Linked DNA regions of Mus musculus: regions 1, 3 and 4 are each linked to region 2. The links are chromatin contacts, called in public HiChIP or PLAC-seq and promoter capture Hi-C maps. All regions are on one chromosome and are shown on one strand. Each heading gives the region's core, a stretch centred on a gene start, on an enhancer-like site or on the middle of the called end of the contact. The rest is flanking DNA. Distances are from core to core; before and after follow the strand shown. Region 1 has its middle 4.9 kb from the start of Mir23a. Region 2 overlaps Cacna1a (calcium channel, voltage-dependent, P/Q type, alpha 1A subunit). Region 3 holds the start of Cc2d1a (coiled-coil and C2 domain containing 1A). Region 4 holds the start of Ccdc130 (coiled-coil domain containing 130).

Region 1 (2,700 bases), core at 165-2,664, 360 kb before region 2:
TGTCTCCTGTTTAGTTGACAGAGACAGGGTTTCTTGTAGTCTGGGCTAGCCTCAAACTTGCCATGAAACTAACGGCGGACTTGAGCTCCGCATTCTCTTTCCTGCAACTCTCAAGTGCTAGGGTTATGGGCATGGGCCACCAACTCCAGCTCAGGCGGCCTTGTCTTTATGGAGAGAGTGTAGACATTCCTGGGATTGTCTCTGCCGCCTCAGTTTTTCCATCTGTGAATGGGAACTTTTGGAGATGCAGTGGAACAGAGCACACTCTCTAGTCTCCCATAGGGTGCTGAGGTCTCCTCATATCCTGTGTTGAATGTCCTCAGTGGACATGGAGGTGTGTCTTCCTAGCTGGCCATGGGGAAGGATTGAGGGTGGTGGCGTGGGCGTGAGAATTCTTGGGTAGGGAAGGACAGCATCATGCCGGGCATGGCTGAGTCACACTCGAGCGGCGCCTTGCCTCAGGCTGCTGGAGCTAGAACTGGCGCCACCCTGGGTGTGGCTACTGAGCTGTGGCCCTGGGCAGAGCAGGGCTGGGTGGCAGGATGGGCACATGGGCCTTGAGGGACTCGGGGGAGCAAATCTGGGATGCCCGGTGATACCTCCCTTTTGTCTCCTGTGTACATTTGGGGCTCTGGAACCCTAAGCTTTGGGCCTGGGAATAATAATAATTATCGATCTATTAATAAAAGTTTTTGAGGCATGATCTAATGTAATGTAGTCCATGCTGGCCTGGAACTGGATAAGTAGTCCAGGATGTCCTTGAACTGGTCCTTAGGCCTCCACCTCCTGAATGCTAGGCTTACTTGTGTGCACCATGATGAAGGGTTTCTGCTTTAAGATGGGACCTGCTGACTCCATGCTTCCAGCAAAATAGCCAAGCACTCTCTACCCACAGTCAACTTTGGGGGTCGAGACACAGTCTCATTTCATAGCCTACCGCGGTCTTGAACACATGGCAGTCCTCCTGGCTCAGCCTCCTGAATGGTAGACTGACAGAGACGCCTCACAATGCCTGGCTGGTTCCTGGAAGTTTTGCGGAGTTAAGGGAGTGAGCCAAGCCTTCCAGAAGACAGTGGGTGATGGAGGTCAGCGCTCCTATCTCCAGTCCCAGGCCAGGCCAGGACCTGGGATGAACTTCACCCTGGGAGCACTGATTGGCTTGAGGGGAACCCAGCACCGCAAACAGAATGTTAAGGAATAGAGTGGGGGATCTGGTTGTTGGACTGTGTGGCTGGCGGGCAGCGAGGGTGGGACGTGGCTGTCGTCTTTGCCTATTTATACCAAGTGATTCAGCCCTCCCTCACCCCTTCCTGCGCCCCCTCCACTCGCGGCTAGGCACTAGGCCCACCCACTTGCCTATGCCCTGCCCCCCAACCCGGGCGGGTTGTCTGGTTCCTGCGTGGGGACGGACGTGGAGGGCAGGCATCTGTGCCGCAGGTCGGGTTGGCCCCAACCCAGCCGCCCAGCTCCTGGGAAGAGTGGGCCATTAGCGAGCGCTGGTGGCTGGGGCGGGGGCGGAGCTGGGCGGAGACTGCAGCCCTTGGTATTTTCCGATCCTCGCTGCTTCGCGAGAGTGGAAAGTATTTGAGGATCAGGGTTGGGGACGACCGGAGGGCCTCTGCCCTGGTTCTTTCTTGGGGTTCACTGTGGGTCCTCCAGGGATGCCGAGGGCTTGAAGGCTGTGTGTGCTAATTTAACTGACTGGGATACCACAGCCCAAGGCCCCCCGCCCTGTTTCTCAAGCCCTCCAGCTCCAGGACTTCTGTCCCTTTGAGTCTCCCTGTGAGACTAAGAGTCAGTACAGGGTGTCCCAGCTCCTGGACACCTGCGTGGTAATGCCCCCTCCACGCCAGACACAGACCTCTGGTGTGTGTGAGGATGGGAGTGGCCTTGGCTGCAGCCTTGGGCTCTTTGTAGGGGAAACCCCACAGGAAACCAGCCTGGCCAAATGGCCGCCCTTCCCGTTCTGGTCCCTGGGACGAATATGCTGTCTCACTTCCGGAGGTGATTGGGGAGGCTGGTCAGCCTGTGGACCTGGGCTGCCCCCAGAACCCAAAGAGACAGAGGTGGATTGGGGCTGGAGACTGTGTGTGTGTGTGTGTGTGTGTGTGTGTAAGCACGCGTACTGGGGAAGACACATCAGAATATCTCAATCCTTATTCCTCATTCCTCAGACATCGGTGATGCCAGATCTAGACGTTAAATCCACTGTCCTGCCTGTCACTGCCTGATATGACTGAATGCTTCTGTCCTTGATGTCACCCAGGAACTCTTCCAATTATTGGGAAGTAGAGATTTTCTTTTTTTTTAAGACTTATTTTTTTACTTTTGTGTATGTGTTGGGTATGTGCATGTATGTGTAGGTGCCTAAAGGGTCCAGAAGAGGGCGCCACATGTGAGCCGGGAAACCAAATTCAGGTTCTCAGAAAGCAATATGCAGTCTAAACTATTGAGTCATCTTTCCAGCCCTGAACTTGTTTTCTTTTTTTTTTTTTAAGATTTATTATTATATGTAAGTACGCTGTAGCTGTCTTTAGACACTCCAGAAGAGGGTGTTAGATCTCATTACGGATGGTTGTGAGCTACCATGTGGTGGCTAGGATTTGAACTCAGGACCTTCGGAAGGGCAGTCAGTGCTCTTACCCGCTGAGCCATCTCTCTAGCCCTAAACTTATCTTTTTTAGAGTCTCATGTATCCCA
Region 2 (2,700 bases), core at 28-2,527:
CCAGATCAGTCCCATCCAAGCTGGTTCATGTAAGACAAATGTCCTCTCCTCTCTGCCTCAGTTTCCTGCTCTGTTGAATGGAGCTGATCCTTTTATCCATCTGGTGCTGTGTTAATGCAGGAAGTCTTCAGGGTGCGGAAAGTGTTCAGTGAAGGGGGCTACTCTAATGATTGCCTCCAGATGGTCTAGGATAGTCTCCTGGTCTCAGCAGAGTATACCCCAAGGGAGAAATCATGGAAGCTGAAAGTGGGGCCACAGCCAGCTGCCTCTCCTAGGCATGGTGGGACAGGGCCCAACTTTTGAATCTTCCTTGAAGACACTTAAGGATTAAAGTTAACTGGAACTTGAACTGGGTATGGTGGCACACACCTTTGATCCCAGCACTTGGAAGGCAGAGGCAGTTGGAGCTCTGTGAGTCTGAGGCTAGCCTGGTCTACATAATGAGTTCTAGGACAGTTCTATAGCTAGTCAGAGCTATATTGTAAGACTCTGTCTCAAAAAAAAAAAAAGCAAACAAACAAACAAAACCAAGCCAGGTGGTGGCAGTGCAGGACTTTGGTCCTAACTTTTATGAGGCAAAGGCAGGCAGATCTCTGGGTTAGAAGCTATCCTGGTGTACAAAGCAAGTTCCAGGATAGTCAGGACTACACAGAGAAACTAAATAGATAGATGATATACAGAAAGACAGACAGGTAGATAGATGATTGATGGATAGATAGATGATAGATTAGATAGGTAGATGATTGAAGATAGATAGATTGATAGATGGATGATAGGTGATTGATGAATAGATGGATAGATAGATAGATAGATAGATAGATAGATAGATAGATAGATAGATAGATGATTGATAGATGATTGATGGATAGGTGATAGATTGATTGGTGATTGGTTTATTGATTGATATTTAGATGACTGATGGATAGATAGATAAATAATCGATAGATGATTGGTGGGTAGATAGATGGTTGATAGGTAGATGGATAGATAATTGATAGATAATTTTTAGATAGATGACTGATGGAGAGAGAGGAAGAGAGAGAGAGAGAGAGAGAGAGAGAGAGAGAGAGAGAGAGAGAGAGAGAGAGAGAGAGAGAGATAAACTGAAAATTTATGATTGGCTCTGCACGTTGGGCCAACAACAACAAAAAACCAGTAGTACCAGGGGTGTGAGCTAGAATCCTTAGTGCGGGGAGTGGGTGTGACTCAGTGTTAGAATTCTCCCACAGAGTAAGTGAGCCCTGGGTCCTCCCCAGCACTACAAAGAGTTCATGGAGTGTGTTCCCTTTCATCTCAAGAGCTCATAGCTGCTTGGGCAGCCTGGAGAAGAGCAGCTCTCTGTGAAGTGTACAATCAGGAAATAGTTATTTTCCTTTCTTTTCAGGGTGGGCAAAGCTTGGAGCCTTGTGGGTAATAGAACTGGGTATTGCCACATACCGTTCCTGCACTGTGCTGTGGCGCTGGGTAGGTCGCAGCCGCCCTGCTAATCCTAACATTCTTCCACTTTGACCCTCTTTAGAGAGAACCAGGGCTCTGGGGTCCCCGTGTCTGGTCCCAACTTGTCCACCACCAGGCCAATCCAGCAGGACCTGGGCCGCCAGGACCTGCCGCTGGCTGAGGATCTTGACAACATGAAGAATAACAAGCTGGCCACCGGGGAACCTGCCAGTCCCCACGACAGCCTGGGCCACAGCGGCCTTCCCCCCAGCCCCGCCAAAATCGGGAACAGCACCAACCCTGGTCCCGCCTTGGCCACCAATCCCCAGAACGCTGCCAGCCGCAGGACGCCCAACAATCCGGGCAACCCGTCCAACCCCGGCCCCCCCAAGACTCCCGAGAACAGCCTTATCGTCACCAACCCCAGCAGCACCCAGCCCAACTCAGCGAAGACTGCCAGGAAACCCGAGCACATGGCGGTGGAGATCCCCCCAGCCTGCCCGCCCCTCAACCACACCGTGGTCCAAGGTGAGGAGCCCCGCCAGGGCGTGCCTGGACCTTTTCCTCCGTAGTGTGTGCTCACTGGCTGCTCTCTGCACCCTGCCTTCCCTCCACAGAGCCCAACTGCCACAGTGGAGAGAGGAATCCACAAATGGGAACTGGGGGTCTGGGGACAGCTTGAAGGGTTAGGTCCACCATTGCTGTCCAAGACATGCCACACAGCTCGAAGAATCTTCTGTAAACGGTCCAGTGGCTCAATAAGAGTGGGAGGGGTGGGGTCTGGCTCAACTGGTAGAGTATTTGCCTAGCACACACTCCAGCACCACAGACAACCTTCAGTTAAGGTGGGCGGAAGCAGAAAGTTCACGAGTTTAAGGCCACCCTTAACTAAATGCTGAATTTAAGGCCAGCCTAGACCCCATCTCTGTTGTTAAACACAACGCTGATGTCTGTCCATCCCGAAGGTTTGTGTTTTCTGGTGTTATCACTGCAGCACACACTTCAGAAGGTTTGCATGCACCTCTTCAATCTTGGCAGTCAGAAGTCTCACACACCAGTGTGGCCCGTTCGGATCCACCTCGCTTATCTATCACCTGGGGCTCTGGCCCCTCAAAACAAGATGGCACAGATTCCTGTAGGGAGCCAGTCAGAATTTGGCTGTGGGTTGTTATGTTTTGAGATAGCATCTCACAGTGTAGCCTCAAACGGGAAGTGATCCTCCAGCCTCTTTTTCTCCAAAGCAAGGAATACAGCAGTGTGCTG
Region 3 (2,700 bases), core at 64-2,563, 420 kb before region 2:
CACATGGCTCCCCAGCAGCAGAGAACGCACCAGTGTGGGACTGGAAGGTGCACTCATCATTAAAGTGCTAACCCTAACCCTAGTATGTGCAAAGCTGGGTTCCATCCCAGCATGGCAAGGAGAAAAATAAATAAATAAAAGCCACGATGACTATGACAACAGTGGGGGCAAAGTTGAAGAACTGGGTCTTTTTTATAGACCTGCCCTTCTGCTTTGGCTAGTGACCAACAAAATATGATGAGTTACATGAAATTACCCTTTCTATAGGTCCAAATTGGCCAAATCTTAGCAGTTATGCATGGCTTCACCTATTGAGTGAAGCCATTAGTCACAGAGAGCCCAAGAATCCAGCGGCCACACTCCCTCTGTTCTAGCATTTTTCCATAAATAGTCTCAGTAAGTCTTTATAACTGCCCTTTAAGGACTCTTCTAGGCTTCCATTCCACAGGTGGAAAAACTGAGGCTCCAAACTACAAATACATTCAGTCAAATGTACCTAGGTCAGGGGGAACCTGAGCACAGAGCCCTGGGATCCCTGGTTCAAAGATGGGACAAATCAAACTCCCACAGGCCCTGAATCTGGGAGTATGGCTCTGGGCCACAGTCTTGTAGGTTTTCCTGTACACCTCTGGACTGACATTTCTGTCTGGCCAGGTGCTTCATCCTTGTGACCTTGACTAGATAGATCTCTGCGCCTCCCTTATCCTTAGTGTCCTCATCTGTACAATGGGTGTAGAGTGTGGCCTGACCCAGTTAATGCAAAGGCCTGAAAAGCCGGTCTGATTGCTTTCCCTTCCCGGTTGGAAGTGCTGCAGCAACAGGTGTTCCCTGAATCTGGGGTGTGAAGCTAGAAGCTGGATGGCCCAACCCAGTAGGCCATACACCTCACCTCGGGGGCGGGGCGGAGACCAGGGTTCACCTGGTGGCGAGGATCAGGCTTTTCTGGGGGTGGGGCACTCCCCGCGAGTGTGAGGAAGGGTGGAGAGAGACTCTGAGGAAGGGTGGGCAGGTACCCCTCGGTGGGTAGAGGGGCACACACTCACCTGGCGGGCAGTGACAGCACCTCGGCCCGGGGGTGCCTGGGGTCCATTCCTCTTGTGCATCTTCCAGGCTCGAAGCCCGGACTACCAGCCCCTGCACCTTTGCCTTGCCTTGCCTCTTCACCGAAGTCGAGTCTCAGAGCTCGCGCTGTTCCTGAGCCCTGAGTCCCTCCTCCGCGCCCGGCCCCCCGGGATTCTCGAGTTTGGGCCGCCCAGCTTCCGCCTTGGCCTTCAGGAGCGCGGCGGCTGGATTCGTGGGCTCTCTAGTTAAACTACAATTCCCGGCAGTCAGAGCGTGGAGGCGCATGCGCCTAGCATAAAGTAGGGCAGAGAGAAGGCGGAGCATGCGTAAGGTGTGTAGTCGGTACTACGCGTGCGTGGGGCGTGGCCTCACGGGCGGGAAAAAGAGAGAGAGCTGCAGGTGTGAGGGCGCGGCAGTGTGACGTCTGTGGCTCCACACCGCCGCACATCGTTCTGTTAGGCTTTGTGGTGGAGTGGGTGCGGGTGTGGGTGTGGGTGTGGATGCTCCTGCTCTCCCGTCTGTGGCGCAGGTCTTCAGGAGCCGAGTCCACAGTGTCAGGCCTCAGGCCTTCCTGTCTCCCACCGCCAGTTTGCCACGCGGTCCCCGTGACTGCCTATGTGGGTATTTTCTCAGAACGTTACGCCAGTGACCTAGGCGACCTATTCCCCATCAGATCCAGGTTGACCTCGTCCCGACTAAGGACAGAGCAACTTCCATTACTGCTGTGGCCCAGGTTGGTTCTGGCTTGCCATGGGTCCCACAGTCTGAAGACATTGGCCGGAAGCCACTCCTGACGCGGGGTAGCCCTCCTAAAGTCTTGTGTGACTTTGGTGGGTCTCCAGAGACCTCTCTGAAGCTTCCAAGTACCCCATGTCCCAGATAATTAAGCTTTGGGTGTGGGTGGGGGAGAAACGTAGTTGTCTCCAACCCAGAGACTCCAGCAGATACCGTGAAGAGGACGAGATCGTTCCTTCACACAGGGAAAGGGTGTGAATGGCTACCTGGCCATGGTCCAAGGTGGCTATGACCTGTCGCCCCACCCAGTGTCCTGCTGAAGACCAGCTGACTCCCCTCATCAGGCTGCCAGATGGGCCCAGTGGAGGAGGGAGACAGGGTACAGATGGGGACATACAGTGCTGGCAACAGCTGGAGAGTTTGTTTGTTGTTTTCAGATTTCTCAGGGAAAGATAAAATGAATAAGAAGAAACAGCGGAACTCAGGTATTTGGTTTATTCAAATTGGCTTTTTATTTTATTTTTATTTTTAATTTATTTCCAGGCAGAGTTTATGTATATCCCTGGCTGTCTGTCCTAGAACTAACTCTGTAGATCAGGCCTCAAACTCAGAGACAAACCTGCCTCTGCTTCCAGAGTGCTGGGATTAAAAGTATGATTCACCACAACCTGGCCTCAAATCGGCTTTTAAAATATTTATTTGAGGTACTAGGAATGGAACATGGAGCTTCCTGCATGATAAAACACTCTACCATGAAACTACATCTCAGACCCAAGGTGACCTTTTTAAACTTTTTATGATGTTTTTGAGATGGAGGAGGGGATTCTTGCCATGTGGGCCGACTAGTTTTATGTCAGTTTGACCCAAGTCATTTGGGAAAAGGGACTCTCAATTGGGAAAATG
Region 4 (2,700 bases), core at 152-2,651, 300 kb before region 2:
GAGTGCCTGCTCATCGCCTGTCAGAAGAGAATACAGACCAGGGAGTGATGGTGTATGCCTTTAATCCCAGCATTCGGGGTGTGTGTGTGTGTGTGGAACCAGGAGGGTACACACTGAGTTCGAGACCAGTATGGTCCACAAAGCCAAGTTCCAAGCTAGCCAGAACCAGACAGGAAGACCCTGTCTCAAAAAGCAAAATCAAAACAAACAAAAATTAAAAACAGAGGGAAATGGGAGCGGGAGTGACTCTGGGGTTTGCTATAATGAAAAAGTGTATGGGCTGGTAGTGTGGACACCCAGCTTGAAGTGCTATGTGCTTGGGGTCTGCTTTACAATGTTGAACATGTTTGTTTTGGAGACATGCCTTTCTGTGTAATCCCGGCTGGCCTAGTACTCCAGATCTTCCAGCCTCAGCTTCTGAAGTCTTAAATGGCTAATCACCACAGGTAGTATCACAGCCAGATTACACCCAGTCTGCTCAGGTGGATGCACAGGGGCTCTTCTGTGCCAAGGGTCATTCCTGACCTCAAATGCCACAGCAGACCACAGCTTGGGCATCAATCTCCTCTCTGCTGCTTCCTAGCTGCCTGACTCTGGGCCAGGGGCTACCTGGATCCCAGTTTCTCCATTTGGGGAAAAAAAAAAGTTTTCTAAAGGATTCAGCCGCTGAGACTGCCTTTGGGAGTCATGACAGGTGTTAAGTATTGAGAAGAACAGGCATGGGACAAAGAAAAGTGACAATTTCAAATTTCTCCTACTTACTAACAACTATAAAAAATATTTTTGTTATGTGTATGTGTGTGCAGAAGTGAGTTCAGGTGACCGGAAAGGGTAGAGGGTTGGATTCTCTGGAGATACAGGCAGCTGTGAGCTCTGGGAACTGAACCCTGGTCCTCTGCTAGAGAGCAGGTCAAGTTCTTAACCGCGGAGCCACCTCGCCAGCCCCTTACAAATTACATTTATTTGTTCTGCGTGTGTTGGCAGAGTGTGCAACGAAGTGAGAATGTAGATCAGAGAACAGCCTACAAGAATCGATTCTTTCAACATGCTCAGGGGTCGAACTCTCATGTTGTCAGGTTTGGCCACAAGCGCCACTACCAGCTAAGCCACCTTGCCGGCCCCCAAGCTACTGTTCCCAAGCACTATGTTTCAATTCAGGCTAGGAGGGCTCATCTTCAGCATGAAGACGCCTAGAGGTGCCATTGGCCTAAAACGGAGGCTGGGCCCTGGGAACCCGCTCGCGTCCGCAGATACAGCATCTCCCGTGCCAGGACGCAGTGGTGGGATTGAGGACCTGCCACCCCCGTTGCCGTCGCGGACCGGTCCTCACCCCGTACCTACCTGCCCTCTCCCTGACGTCACGCCTCCACCAGCCCGGAAGCACACCCGGAGCCAGGAACCCGCAGAGCGCCCGCCTCTGCGGCCCAAAAGCGCCTGCGCAAGCTGGAGCGAGGCACTTTCGTCATCTTGATTGGCTGAGGCTATTGCAGACTGACCAATTCAGGCCTGTCTAGCCGTTAGAAGCCCCGCCCACCGGGAGTGGTCCAATTGGAGATGGCTTCCTCCCGGAAGATCTACTTTGGCACCGCCCAGCCCTCCCTGGCGGTTGCGTTTTCGAAGGAGCTGATTCGTCATTTTTAAGCTTTGATTTGACTGACGTTTGAGACCGGTTTTCTTGTATCCCAGTTTGACCCTGCATCTCATTATATTGCTGAAGATGACTCTGAATTTCTGACTCGCCTTGTGATATCCAAGTAGTGGGATTACCAATACAGCCCAGGCTATTTATTTATGGATTTTAAAAAATTATGTTTATGACCAGACGTGGTGGCCAACACCTTTAATCCCAACACTCTGGAGGCAGAGGCAGGTAGTCTACATAATCAAAGGCCTGTCAGGAGTACACTGTCTCAAAAAAATACATATGTATGTGTGTGGGTGAGTGCTAGTGTGCCACGACTGAGGGAAGTAGAGTCAGAGGGATATTTGTAGGTCTCTGGGCAAGTATGTGGTGCATACATATATGCAGCCAAAACACCTGTTCAGGTAAATAAATCTTAAAAGTACAAAGCAATGCCGGACGTGGTGGCTCACGCCTTTAATCCCAGCACTTGGGAGGCAGAGGCAGGTGGATTTCTGAGTTCGAGGCCAGCCTGATCTACAAAGTGAGTTCCAGGACAGTCAGGGCTATACAGAGAAACCCTGTCTCAAAAAACAAAACAAAACAAAAACCCAAAACAAAAAGTACAAAGCAAAGCCGGGGGACGGTGGCACACGCCTTTAATCGCAGCACTAGAGAGGCAGAGGCAGGTGGATCTCTGAATCTACAGAGTGAGTTCCAGGACAGCCAGGGCTACAGAGAGAAACCCTGACTCGAAAAAAATCTGCCCCCCCACCCCCACCAAAAAAGTAGAAAGCAGAAAAAAAGAGGTTTATTCAATGGTGGCACTTTAGAAAGCGATTCGGGGAAGGGACACTCTTAAGTTCTGGTGTGAGATCATGGTTTAAAGGTACAAGGATCTCACATCTAAGCAGTCTTGGTCAAGGTGTGGTCCCGCCCACCATTGACCCACCATTGTCTGGGCTTCAGTCTCATCCTGTAAGTTGGTCTGCAAAACCTAGAACTGGGTGAAATCTCTTTCCAGAAGACTTTCTCTTCCCCCTCTGGCTGGCGCCCTTTCTTTTGCCCACCATGAGATT

What was found. Promoter capture Hi-C pulls out the DNA fragments that hold promoters and counts their contacts. HiChIP or PLAC-seq counts read pairs in DNA pulled down with a chosen protein or histone mark.
Region 1: an H3K4me3 HiChIP or PLAC-seq map of bone marrow-derived macrophages shows a contact between it and region 2, with 2.3 times the contacts expected there. The contact joins two enhancer-like sites. A contact is called at or near these places in 2 of 39 promoter capture datasets (the C10 cell line and embryonic stem cells), 1 of 484 Hi-C or Micro-C datasets (the G1E-ER4 cell line) and 11 of 115 datasets of contacts at active chromatin or transcription factors (bone marrow-derived macrophages, craniofacial prominence, embryonic stem cells and 4 more).
Region 3: a promoter capture Hi-C map of embryonic stem cells shows a contact between it and region 2. The contact joins the promoter of Cc2d1a here to the enhancer-like site in region 2. A contact is called at or near these places in 10 of 39 promoter capture datasets (the 3T3-L1 cell line, the C10 cell line, cranial neural crest and 4 more), 3 of 115 datasets of contacts at active chromatin or transcription factors (bone marrow-derived macrophages and embryonic stem cells) and 1 of 9 other capture datasets (embryonic stem cells).
Region 4: a contact with region 2 is called in a promoter capture Hi-C map of embryonic stem cells, with 3 times the contacts expected there. The contact joins the promoter of Ccdc130 here to the enhancer-like site in region 2. A contact is called at or near these places in 5 of 39 promoter capture datasets (the C10 cell line, cranial neural crest, embryonic stem cells and 1 more), 1 of 15 datasets of contacts at CTCF or cohesin (large pre-B cells), 10 of 484 Hi-C or Micro-C datasets (the NIH/3T3 cell line, cerebral cortex, embryonic stem cells and 4 more), 10 of 115 datasets of contacts at active chromatin or transcription factors (embryonic basal ganglia, embryonic forebrain, embryonic stem cells and 4 more) and 3 of 9 other capture datasets (adipose tissue, macrophages and pancreatic islet).

The regions. Positions count from the first base shown.
Region 1 is chr8:84,202,242-84,204,941 of GRCm38.p6, forward strand. No RefSeq gene overlaps it. Among named protein-coding and RNA genes, the nearest start is that of Mir23a, 4.9 kb to the right of the region's middle. Within about 2 kb of position 1,415, at least 381 of the 459 cell types and tissues checked have an H3K27ac peak or open chromatin away from gene starts, as enhancers often do.
Region 2 is chr8:84,564,429-84,567,128 of GRCm38.p6, forward strand. Cacna1a (calcium channel, voltage-dependent, P/Q type, alpha 1A subunit) reads left to right here. Exons shown (of 47, transcript NM_007578.3): 20 at 1,520-1,965. Among named protein-coding and RNA genes, the nearest start is that of Gm32854, 23 kb to the right of the region's middle. Within about 2 kb of position 1,278, at least 9 of the 459 cell types and tissues checked have an H3K27ac peak or open chromatin away from gene starts, as enhancers often do.
Region 3 is chr8:84,146,604-84,149,303 of GRCm38.p6, forward strand. It overlaps Cc2d1a (coiled-coil and C2 domain containing 1A), which reads right to left and starts at 1,314. Exons shown (of 29, transcript NM_145970.2): 1 at 1,044-1,314. The coding sequence starts at 1,103. It overlaps 4930432K21Rik (RIKEN cDNA 4930432K21 gene), which reads left to right and starts at 1,435. Exons shown (of 9, transcript NM_029045.2): 1 at 1,435-1,795; 2 at 2,235-2,282. The coding sequence starts at 2,255.
Region 4 is chr8:84,269,001-84,271,700 of GRCm38.p6, forward strand. Ccdc130 (coiled-coil domain containing 130) reads right to left here and starts at 1,402. Exons shown (of 10, transcript NM_026350.3): 1 at 1,342-1,402.